2 separate regions of the Capsicum annuum genome follow, and region 2 is linked to region 1. The links are chromatin contacts, called in public Hi-C maps. All regions are on one chromosome and are shown on one strand. The core of a region is the stretch at or near the end of the contact, and the rest is flanking DNA. Distances in the headings are between cores, read along the strand shown.

Evidence for each region. Hi-C and Micro-C count contacts between places; a contact is called where the count stands out from the background.
Region 2: a Hi-C map of leaf shows a contact between it and region 1, with 2.0 times the contacts expected there. The contact joins two enhancer-like sites. A contact is called at or near these places in 2 of 5 Hi-C or Micro-C datasets (bud and leaf).

The regions. Positions count from the first base shown.
Region 1 is chr1:12,217,325-12,224,018 of UCD10Xv1.1, forward strand. It overlaps the pseudogene LOC107865102. Among protein-coding and RNA genes, the nearest start is that of LOC107853095, 43 kb to the left of the region's middle. Within about 2 kb of position 4,192, at least 4 of the 5 cell types and tissues checked have an H3K27ac peak or open chromatin away from gene starts, as enhancers often do. A contact at or near this core is called in leaf, where this site is marked.
Region 2 is chr1:12,362,246-12,368,939 of UCD10Xv1.1, forward strand. No RefSeq gene overlaps it. Among protein-coding and RNA genes, the nearest start is that of LOC107868079, 45 kb to the right of the region's middle. Within about 2 kb of position 3,991, at least 4 of the 5 cell types and tissues checked have an H3K27ac peak or open chromatin away from gene starts, as enhancers often do. A contact at or near this core is called in leaf, where this site is marked.

The DNA.
Region 1 (6,694 bases), core at 2,942-5,441:
TACATACCTGTTGTCCCTAGAAGCCCAAGTTAGTGTAATGATAATCTGAGAAGTCTTCTACCACATCAAAATGCTTAAAACTTTGATACTTTTTCATGAGTTCACTTCAGTCGCCTCTTTCTTTCCACGAGAATTTGACCATCCAGACACCAGAGTACTGCTTGAAGAAGGGACCTGAGGAAAGTTACTACTTACATGCTCAGAATTTATAGGAGTTGACGTCTGACCACTTGCTAGATGACTTGAAAAGCTAACTTGGGAAGACACTTTTGAACTAGAAACAGGTTCATTTAACCAAGAAACTGTTGCCTCAACACTAGCAGGCAAATCAGCATTATCAAATTGTGCTTGCATACTCAAGTAATCACATTCATCATCATCATCATTTTCGTAAAACAAATAGTCATCATCATCATCATAGTTTGACACATTATCACAATTATCCATCCCTTCATCTCCGTCATTCTGATCTTCATGAAATGTGAGGTCTGAATTAGAACTGTTGTTATTGCCAGAGTCTGGACATCTGGATGTGGTCCCACTACTATATGTGGATTATCTTTAGTTATAGCCTCCTGTAATTCAAACAAACTTAATAGATAAGGCAAAGGGAAATCACTGATTCAATATTTGAATCATAAACTAATTTAGGCATGCTAGAAATTATAGTACTGTATGCTACTCTAGTACAGTAAATTTCTGAAGCAGAGTAATCAACCTATGCATGCACAATTTCAAAATCCCTTTTTGAAATACTAAACTACCCCAGCCACCTCTTTTCCAATTTCAACAGTTGCATGCATAATTTCAGAATCCCTTTGTCAGAGCCCTCCTGCTCAGGCCATCACCAACCCACCCACCCCCTTTCCCGCCCATTTTGCTCCATTCTAGCCCCAAATTCTCAACCTTTTGATCCAGTGTATTGCTCTTACCATTTAGAAAACTCTCTTATGCACTACAACATACCACGTGTAGTCCCGCAATGTGGAGTCTGGGATGTGGAGGGTAGAGCATGCCAAAACCTTATCCCTTTAAGACTCTTATAGAGAACAAATAAAAGAAAAGGGGCTTCTGATATGCACAGGGACTACAAGGGTTTATTGTATGCTGACTCTAATGGACACAATTTTTAAAATTTTTTTCTAGATCATTTAATTTATTCAATAATTTCTTTTCTCATTACAAAGGTCAATTCAACAGACTCATAATTACAATTCTTCGATGATGGATCATACTCATTGATGGATCATGCTCTAATACTCACACAACAACCTATCAAACCACATTAAATGAGTAATTCTTCGATTGATAATACTCTAATACTCATACAACAACATATCTAATCACATAATGAAAGCAACCCTAGCCCGAAAACTCTACCAATGCAATGCAGGTAAAAGTTCGTAAGCAAGTGGGTTAGACCACACAAGCAACATATATAAGCCACATGTTTGAAAAGATAAAACATACTTTAAAAAAATAGTAGTGACAATTATTGACGTATTCAAAATTAAAATAACAGAATGGAAGTCAAAGAGGTAAAATTGAGAAAATTTATCATGGGTAGATTACTTGGTGAAGACCCAAACCGCATAGACTATACCAGGTAGCCATCCAAAGACGGTCAGCAAAACACAGATCCAGAGCTCCACTTATTTTGTTTTTCCAACACAAATACATACACATACACATACTCAATAACACTTACAAGGAAAGAAAGTGCAAAATTTTCAGAAACCATAGAAAATTCGTACCTAAAGATACCATATTCTTTGTCACAACCTTAGCAAACCACGCTTGAAAAATTAAAATTTTTGTGGGATGATGTCGATTTCTTTCGAATCGACAATTAAAGGAACCTGATTTTGATTTTAATCCTAAGCAAAGAAAAAGAAAATTTAGCTGTAATTGAAATGAATGAAAAGGAGAAGGGAACGGAGGAATCTCTCTATTAACTATCGAAAAATTCGTTGAAGGCTATCGCCGGTGACTCTCGCCGAAAAACTCAATTAACACCACCCAGCAACACTTTACCTTTCATTTTCCCAAGCAACAATAGTAATCGGAGGCCCAACTGCATCTGAGCTCGCGCCAGTGACTCTTGCCGGAAAACTCCATTAACACTACCCAGCAACTTTACCCTCCATTTTCCCGATCAACAATAGTAACCGGAGGCCCAACTGCGTCTAAGCTCGCAGTTAAGGCTTCCACTGGTTGCGAGATCCAATCGGTGCTCTGGAAGTAGCCACAGGCTAGCCCTCTCTGAACACGCCGCCATACCCCCCGCAAAAAAAATCAACCCTCCACCGTCTTCTCTCTATTGACGATCAAAATTCACCAAAGAGTTTTCTTTTTCCCTTCCTTTTAAACAATTGGATTCCCAGCTGTTAGTGCGCGTTTAATTGCATTAAACACTAATTTATTGATTTAATTATTTATTTAATATATTAAAATGAGAGAAGAAAGTCAAAAATCTGACAAAATAGATAAATAGGTTTCTTGATCATTGAGACATGCCACATAAGCAGCCTCCAATGATCCCTTTATATATAGAGAGAGATTGTCTAATATTTGGAAATCTTATAAAATTTTAGGGTGCTATCTAATATTTTTTGTTATAAAAATTTTAATTTGATGCTTAAACAAAATCTTTAGACCATGATTTAAAAAGTTCATAAATTACCAGAGAAATAAAAAAAGCACATAATAAGTTACTAAAAGAATTTTCTCTGAAGGGACAACGAATGAAAATTAAGAGATTTTTATTAGAGTCGTTAATATGGGTCATATCCGTTGGGATGGCTCGATGGCTTGTAATTTGATGGAATCGGACTTAAATTTTTGTAGCTCAATTAAGAACAAGACTTTTTAGCCCGATTCGGATAAACTCCCTGGCCCATACGATCGACTAGCGCAATGTGAGTTGTGTCGGTCCATGGGTCAAATAAATTATAATTAAAAATAAAAATAAAATAAATTGGTAAATATAAAAAGAGGATCCAAACTCAAAATCTATGAAACCATCATATACATCTTTATTAATTGTGCTTATAAAATAGGTAAATTCAATAGATGAATTTATAAAATAGGCAAATTAATTATGTTTAGTAATTCTCCTATTTGTTACTTGCGTCTATTATTTAGGCAAAATATCTTCATCCATTCTTATTAAAAAAAAATAGATGCCTAATCTCATTCTTCAATATTCAAAATTTAGTATATTATTATTAGAACAAATTAGATTAATATTTTATTTAATTAGTTATATCATATCAAAAGTTATTCGGTTTTCTAGATTATTAAGATTATTTTTTTGGATGATTGAAACTTGGCTAGCAAGTAGTAACACAATATAGCATTTTCTAGTAAATATTTATGTTATTAATATTTTATAATTTAAAATTAAAAGATAATATATTTTTAAAGTGGGCTGATCCATCGAGGTCCCCAACCTACAAAATGATGCTTGGGCTTGTTATTTTTTGACTCATTATCTTGATGGATCAGTCAGACTCGGCCCATCAAAATCCAAAATTCGAATAGGTAAGCCCGATAGGCTGAATTGGGCTGGCCATATTGACAACTTTAATTTTTATGTCTCAGAATCTTTTAAAACTTGGTGCATGTATAATTTCCACCACATTTAAAGTTTAACTCTAGAATTTAAACTATATTATATAAATTGAGTCATAGAAAATATTAAAATCTGGACACATCAAATACAAAAAGTACAAAAGTTGATTACTCATGAGTTATTTTCTTAAAGTTTATATCATCAAAAATAAAATTTAAACTAAAATGGAATGAGCTCTAGGCGTGGTCCTTAATTCTTATCGTAGTGTTTTATTTTATTTGACTACTCATGCTTATTCCAAAACCTTATTACTTTTAGGATTCGGATTTACTATTACTCACTGGAGACTATTGTTAGATATTCTCCAGTTAAAAGTTAGAATACGAGTTCACTCGTTATTAATGTAATCATGAGTACTTCCAACAAGAAATACCTAATTATATCGGCAATAATTGTAGGTGTGAGAGGTTGACCTTGGAAGGTTTCAAGCGGGATAGGGGTAGACCAAAGAAATACTGGAGAGAAGTAATTAGACGTGACATGAAACAATTACAGCTGACTGAGGACATGACCCTGGATAGGAAGATTTGGAGGAAAAACATTAGGATAGAGGATTGAGGGTGTAGTTGAGTTGTAGTCGGGTAGGGGATTTGTGGTGTCCTGTGTTTTGGCAATGTACTTTTATGGATATTGTATCTATGTTATTGTATCATGTTCTATGTTTTTGATGTTTACCGCCGGTCAGTCTTGTATCTTGAGTCGGGGGTCTATCGGAAACAGCCTCTCTACCTCGTTAGGGGTAGTGGTATGGACTGCGTACACTCTACCCTCCCCAGACCCCACTTAGTGAGAATATACTGGGTTTGTTGCTGTTGTATATCAGCAATAACCCGACAAAAGAAGGATTATACATAGCCAGTGGCGGAGCCACTTTTGCTCCAGGGGGTTCATTCGAATATCCTTCGATGAAAAATTATATTATTTTTATACAGTTAAAAATATTTTTTATGCATATATAATAGATGTTTAATTCCTTCGACTAAATTATATACATACTTCTGAATCCCCTTCATAAAAATTCTAATTTCGTGATCGTCCATAGCAGGATCAAGATAGAGATAAGAAGGAAATCGAAGAGCCACAAGCCTTTAATTTAGTCTACGTCTTGCTGAACCCATGGCCCAAAAACCAGAACCAGAAAAGACTGCTAGTTTGTCTAAGGCAAACAACATGATATATATATATATATATGTGTTCAAAGTCAACAAAATAAAGGCCCCATACTACATGATATATATGTCAATAAAACAACTAAAAATTAGACAAATACACAATTTATATTTTTAATATTATAAAAAAATTTAATTTTCTAAATATATTATAAAAATTTCAACATATACACAGAATGCTATGTATATATTGACTATGTTATATATATTAATAGGGAGAGAGAGTAAAGTAATTAAAAAAGTGGGAGAAAGTGTGATTACTTCCAAAAGGTACACAATTACACAACTTATGTTTTCAATATTACAAAAAATTCCAACATATACACAGAATGCAATGTATATATCGGCTATGTTATGTATATTAATAAGGAAAGAGAGTAAAGTAATTAAAAAAATGGGAGAGAGTTTAATTACGTTTTAATTGATATTTATGTTAAGGCCCATACTACATGATATATGTGTTCAAAGTCAACAAAATAAAGGCCCCATATATAAACAGAATATAATTAATAATATAGTTATTTTATTATAATATTTTTATTAAATGATGTTTACGTTATATTTTGAAATTAATTTGAAGAAAAAAATAATTAATGCTAAAAATAAAATAAGAAAAAAGTAGTTGTCTTTCTTGATATGTCAAAAATGACAAGTAAAAGTAGAAATACAATTAAAAAATTAGTAATAAGTAAAACGAATGGAGGGAGTAAAATAAGATACTCCTCAGTTCATTAATAGTTGTCCACTATTGACTGAACACATGCATGCACATGTTTAGAAACAAATATAATAATATGATGTTTTGAGAAATGTATTAGATAATGTCTGTAATTAATAATTAAGAATAAATAAATAAAAATTATTGATTAATTTTTCAAACTGGATGAATATTATTAGACTTGGTATGGAGTAAATTAAAGGAAAAATCTGCCCCACAAACAATCAAATAATACATATATGCATGGAGAGTGGGGAACCTGGTTATCTTTCATTCAACGTAATTGACAGCAAAGCATAGAAAATAGTCAAGAGAGAATAACATGCAGGATGCTAACATAACAACGCATATAGGTAATTGATGAACATGTTTTTTTAACTATATATTTCTATATTATGTAAACGGTGGTTTCGACATGAGTGCTATTTGTGGAGAAAATTTCATTCAAAGGGTATTTTTGTCATTGTACTCTGCAAATGATACGTGTACCTATTATAATTTCCTAAAAAAAGGTGGCAAAGTGCATCGTTCTCCATAACTGTTACTATGGTATTTCTCTGTTCAACAAGAAACAAGAAGAGCAAAGCTAAGCTGCAATTGTGTTACTTAAAGCACTTGATTGGAATTTGATTTCTATCGTATACTAATTTGGTGCTTCTAATTGATTTTGATTGTTGCCGATTTAGCTGAATCAATAAAGATCGCACCTTTTTTAATTAAAATCGTTTAAGTTTTGTGATTTAGAGCTATTGGTTTTCGAATCAGAAAGTGTTTGATTGCCATTAATCGACGAGCTGATTCACGATTCTGAAAAGGGTTTTGTGTTTTGGGTGGAAACTCGGAGTCAGAAGCGGGCGGAGGCCACCTCATCAGTGCCTTCTCATAGTAGGAGTTATGCTCTCTTGAAGAATTATTGAAGATTTTTGACGAATATTCTTTTGCCAATGTCCATGGCTGACCCAGATGGAAAATAGGTTAATAGGTTCGGGAGAAGATTATCCATTTTAAAATTCGAAGCCCTTCAGGGAGTTTGAGGGGAACAAAGAAGGTTCTGAAAGGAGTAATAACAAATGGTGATAAGCTAAGCATTTCATTTATTTGATGTAGGTTGTATTAATTGCTTCGTGATTTCTTTTATACAGTTTGGGGTTCATTATGGAAGAGTCATCACTC
Region 2 (6,694 bases), core at 2,741-5,240, 140 kb after region 1:
TGTCAGAGAATAGCTCTCCAAATGACACACACGGCCACCCCTAAAAAAGGGACAACAGTTATGTATATGAGTGAGATTTAAGGTCTTTATATATAAATATTTATGCATTAGACATGCAAAAAATGGATGTTCCGACCTAAAGAGAGCAAAGACGTAAAAGATACATCAAAAGATTTCCTTAAGAAGGAAACAAAGTTATGTATCGAAAGATGCAAAACTCGTGTTGCAAAACAAAACGGTGTTGAAGTTACAATAAGAACCTTTTATTTGTTTGTACCAAATAAAATACTTTAAGATACATTAAGAGATAATACATCAAAACCCCCCTGAACTTGTCCCGACAACTTAGTTTAGCACTTAAATTTTACGAATAATTATTTACCCCACTTAACATATTTATAGTGAATTAATTTTCCCCCTTAATATATAATACCGCTCTCATGAGGGAGAGTGCATCACACCCGCTAACACGTCAGCGCCACGTCAGTGCCAGATCACCGCCACATCATAGCCACGTAAATAAAGTATTTTTAAAATATTTTTATATATATCTATATAAAATATATATAAATATTATTTATTTATATATATATATACATATTTTAAAATATATAAAATATTTTAAATCAAAAAAGTACCCCCCCCCCCCCTTTTTTAAATTTTTCCAAACCCCCCCCCCCCCCCCCCCCCCTCCCGTCTACCCCCACCTGCACACACGCCCCTATCCACCCCTACACTCCCTCACCTAAACATACCCCCATCCACCCCCACACAACTACACCTGCCAGGTTTTCCAGCGAATTTTCACCGAAAAACTCAACCCACTTGAAAAATTTAATTACCACCATAAAAAAAATCATAAAATAGTGATAAAAAATTCAACTCACATGAAAAAAATCTATCAAATCAACACCAAATTCTCTAAAATTAACAACCAAACATCCAAACCATGTAGATTTTTTAATTTTCAAATTCTATTTCATTTTTTTATTGATCTAAGAGGTCGAAGGAGGATAAATTAAAGGTGGGGGTGGAGAAATTGGGGGGGGGGGGGGTTGGGGGGGGGGGGGGGAGAAAGAGGGGGTTTTTTTTTTTTTATATATATATATATATATATATATATATTAGTTTTAAAAAGAAATACCGTTCAAGCTTTTTTTTTAAAAGAAAATGCCACGTTAGCATAAGGGGGAAAATAAATTCACTATAAAGATGTTAAGGGGATAAATAAATAGAAGATTAGTTTAAGTGCTAAAGTAAGTTGGGGAGACAAGTTTAGGGGGGTTTTGATGTATTATCTCATACATTAATAATGTTATAAGATACAATTTATATGTCAAATCTATGTGTCAGATACATCTACAAATTATATATCTCTTTTGATTATACTTCAGATACATCTAAGAACTATGTATTTTTCTTAATTTACGTCAGATTTATGTATAAGATACATTTAAGAATTAATTCTATATAATTTTTTGCTTATGGAGTAATGTATCTCAATCAATAGTTATAACATGTAATGTATCTCAAATATTATAATTTGTAGATATATTTATTAATAAATGACACATAAATTGATGAGTAACCAAGTAGTAATTTAAACTTTTCTATTATAATGTATCTTAATACAGAGTATGAATTATGTTCTCGAAGAAACTCATTATGTACCGTTAAAAAAAAGAGGTGCAGAGAACATAGAATGGGGAGAGCTTGTTTATGCTTGAAGAATGAGGATCCTTTTTCTAAATTTCAAAATTTGAATAGATCACGTTATTCTTGGATTTTGAAAGTACAGTACAACTAATGTCGCATGATTTGCTCCGCAAATAAAAAGATTTTTGTTATTTTTCTTAACGCGCATTAATTCTTGTTAGGATGTATTTGTTGTCAAATTATGTATCCGAAAAATTAAAATTAGGGATTTTATGTAATTTTATTAAAAGAAGGGATAATGAGTTATCAGGAATAAACTTATTGGGATTTATGAAAGTTTTACAATTTAAGAGTAAGAATTTAAATAATTAATAAGTTAAATAGTGCTATCATGTATTTTTTAAAAAAAAATTATCTTCATATAACTCTAAGCATTTATCAAGACAATCATTTATTTTTGAAGCATCTCACATTCGTTTTAAAAGTGCACTGTAACTTCTCAAATATCATTTCTGGTTAAAGAATTGTTTAACTATTGTTCCTGTAGAGAAAATTAACTCTTCTTCCTCCTTTTCTTATTCATTGTTAAAATTTGATTTAGTTATTGTAGTAATTTTTAATTTGATAAGTTATTTGTATAAAGATATATTTATATTTTAAATTCTAAATTAGGTTGTTTTAGTTGTTGAGATATTTTAGTATTCTTGAATTTTTGTTGTGTGTTGGCTATTTAAAGCTCTCCTATGTTTAAAAAAACTATTGAAAGCTTATTTAAAGTTGTTTCAATCCATTGAAAATTATTTTAACCTTATTTTACGGCCTCATCTTTTTTTAAAAAATCAACGGTGATATCAAGAGTTTCATTGATCTTACGGAATCTGTAAGTTTTTTTAAAGAACGTAACTATCATACCGTTTTTAACATGTAAGAGCTATCTTTTTAACCCGTTAAGATTACTATTTTACTCCGTTAGGACTATCATCTCCAACCCATGCTTATTTTCAAAGTGTCTGGCTATTTTCAACGAATATTAATGTCAAACAACAGTCTCTTTTTGAATACCAAAATAATTACCAACAAAAACTATCAGATTTGATTCGTGAAAATGAAATCATATTTTATAACCTATATTATATATGTTGTTGGGATGAAAGAAAAATTCTTACAACAACGTTTTGCAAATCCAAAAAGAAACATTGCAAATTCAACTACAATCACAAAAATTCAGAATCAATTGTCAAAGCATAAATTGAAGAAGAGAACTTTTTAAATTGCAGTAACTAAAGTAAGGGAGAAGTGTTGAAATTTGATTTAATCACTACAGTAATCTTTAGCGTAATAAGTTGTTTAAATTAAGATAAACTTGAATTTTAAATTTTAAATTAAGATACTTTAGTTGTTGAGATATTTTAGTATTTTTGAATTTCAAATTATATAGGTTTTGGTTGTATGTTTGCTATTTAAAACCTCTTATGTTTAATAAAATTATTAAAAGTCATTTCAATTCATGAAAGTCATTTTAATCCACTTTTTCCTATATTTAAAAAAAAAAAAAAAAAAAAAAAACAACATTCCTCGATATATTGCCATATGTGGTTGGTTTTGATTGATTTGGTTGGATAAACTTGAGAATACTATTGTTGTATTTTTATTTTTTTTGGTTTGATTGTTGACGAAGATAGAGTGGGACTATTGATTGTCAAAAAGTTTTGAGTTGAATTTAGCATTGAGAATAATTGAGATTGGTATTAGAATATTGAATATCAAGTTTGGAGTTGATTTGAGATTATCTGGATCAATTTTGAAGTAAAATTATGTTGGTGAAATTTCTCGAAAAATTCTTAGTGATCCGTCAAGTTTTGTAAGTAATTTGTTCCAAATTACGATACAACTTGCACTAAACTCTTGGTAATTTATCAAGATCGGAGCAAGACCATTTATTAGAAACTCTTGGTGATCCGATAGGATTATAGTTGGTCTCAAAGTTAAGACACAGTTTGAACTAAAATCTTGATGATAATTCTCCAGGACTCGTGATAAACCCATACATTAGATTAAGGATAGATCTAGAGTTCTAACTATGAGTTTTGCAAAATTCGATACCTTTGGCAAAGCTATATTATCGTATTAACATACATATATTGTCGGTGCACGTTAGCTTAACGTGCGCCCACCATGGGAAAGAGAGCTCGAGCTCTATTTTTGAAGGCAATAATGGCACGACAAGCTTAAGCTAGTCACACTATAGCTCGGCAAGGAAGGAATAACACTAGATCCACTCAGATTAGGACCCACATCAATGAAGCAGTAACTCCGCTGTCAAATTTGAAGTGGAAAACTGCAATTGAAGAATCACCAATGAATTCTAGATCAGCTGATGGCAAATTGAAGGGATTAAGGCTGGAGAAGACCTCCAGCAACAACAGGAGGTGCAAAAACATTGGAAGGAGATCGAAATTTCAAATTCTACCACCAAATTGAACTCTGTTGGTACGAACAAGCTGTCTTGGGCAGATGAGGTGGAAGAGATGGAAGTTTCGATTAGGATGAAATCGATTTAGGACGATTTTTATATTACAAAGGTGGTTAATGCTGGGTTTAAGCTTAAATACGTAACTCTGATAAAAAAAAAAGGTGACGCATAGTTCATTGAAATTGGTATCGACGACATAAGTACAGAGGTGGAATACTGGAAAAATTATAGTGTGCTATGTGTTAGGTGCTCACCCCCCATTTGAAGTTATAAAATGGTTCTCACAGAGAATTTGGGTCAAGCATGGACTGAATAGGATTGTGATGCTGGAAAATGGAGTTATCCTAGTGATATTTGATTCAGAAATGGAGAAAATGAGGTTATTCAAGTGGGAATCTATCATTTTTATAGTAAACCCTTCATAATTAAGGCGTGGAATCCGTACATGGATTTCTCTAAGGAGGAGTTACATACTGTTCCCATCTAGATTAAATTCCTAAACTAGACTTCCAAGTGTCGAAGTCCTAAAGGACTTAAAAATCTTGGGAGTTTAATTGGAAAGCCGCTAATGGTTGATCAGAATACGGAGAAAAAAACTGATCTAAATTTTGCATGACTTATAGTGGAGGTTGGCATGGATGCAATGCCGCCAGAGATGATCTCGTTCAAAAATGAAAAAGGAAAGTTAATAGGGCAAAAGGTGACCTATGAGTAGAGCCCGACTCTGTGCACATACTATAAAAAATATGAACACTCGAAGGATGTTTGAAGGAAGGATAGAACTAAAGAGAAATTCAGTACTATTGGTGAGACAAATATGGGAAAACGCAAACAAATTACTACAAATCAGGTGTAACGGGAGAAGGTGAGCAGGTCAACCCAACGAGAGTACAAAACTCAAGGATTGTGCAACCAAGAGAGCAGCCAAAAGAGGAGCCGAGTTAGATTCAAAAGAAAAGAGTAACCAATCAAAAGCATATTGAAATTGAGGTATGGATACTCCAAGGAAGAGTGCCAGCCAATACAAGTACATAACATTGGGTAACACAGTAAATGGAGAGAGCAACTCCATTCTGATTGTTGAGAATCGCTAGTATCTTAAAGTTGGAGTGTACGTGGCCAGAACGGGCCTAATAATCAAAAGGAGGTGCAACTCCTTTTCCACATTAAAAATATTGGTCTTGTTGGCCTACTAGAAATAAAAATAAAAAGGAACAAAGTTGTTGAGGTTGCTGAAAATTCTTTGGAGGTTGACATAGTATTCACAATCTAGATCATCATTATAATGGTCGAATCATGATGTTTTGGAGACCGAATTGTTATCAGGTGACACCTATACCCCTGTCATCTCAGAATATTACCTGTGAGGTTGAATATATACCTCAGAAGCTAGCATTTATGTTGACTTATGTTTATGCTTTTAATATAAAAGAGTTAAGAAGAGACTTGTGGTCAACATTGCAGACCATACACTACTCTAATACAAAACCATGGTTAGTACTAGGGTATTTTAATTTTTTACTGCGTTTAGAAGACAGATTGAGAGGTAATCTTGTTTCCTAGACAAAGATTATAGACTTTGCTATTTGTGTAGATAATTGTGGATTGCTGGAACTTCCACATCAAGGGAGTCAGTGCACCTGGAGTGATAAAGGAAGTATGGAGATAAATCTATTCTAGAATTGATTGGGCTTTGATAAATGAGGAGTGGTCAAATCATATGTCTTCTAGTAAATCAATCATTTTGCCAGAGGGTATAAGTGATCACTACTCTATTAAGGTAATGCTATCTCAGGACAGGAAAAAGAAACAAAGATATTTCTTGTACTGTAATGCTTCGGGGCAGAATCCATAGTTCAAAGAAGTGATCAAAACTGGATGGAACATAACAATTCATGGATGCACAATGCAACAGGTAGTGAAAAAATTGAAGCATTTGAAGAGATATCTAAAAGAGTTGCATGAACAACCACTTAATAACCTAGTTAAGGAGGTGAACCTGAGTAGAGCAAAGTTCGCTCAGGCTCAGAGACAACTACAGACATCACCACTTAGTATGGAGTTTCAGAGGTATCAGAAAGAATGTCAATCACAGTTTAAGCTCTCTTATTTGACAGAAATACAACTTCAACAACATCGTAAGGTGTCTTGGTTAAGGCTTGGTCATGATAATTCCAAATATTTATTTTCAATAATCAAACATAAGAGGTTAAAGAAAGCAACCACTCAATTTAGAGATGCATAAGAAAACTGGCATACTGATCCAGATAGAATTGCACAGATTTTTGTGGCTTATTATCAGGAGTTGTTGGGACAAGAATCAAGCACAAGAGTGAAATATAACGAGTTTGTTTGTGAAGTAGACCTTTACTTAATTGAGGTGGATCTAGAATTGTAACTATTAGTACCATTCACAGAAGGTGATGCCAAAGATGCAATGTTTAAGATAGATAAGCTAAAAAGCCCGATTCAGATGGCTATGGGAGTGGTCTTTTTAAAGATTCATGGGATGTAGTTGAGAATGATATTATTATTGCAGTACTTGAATTTTTCCAGAATGATCAG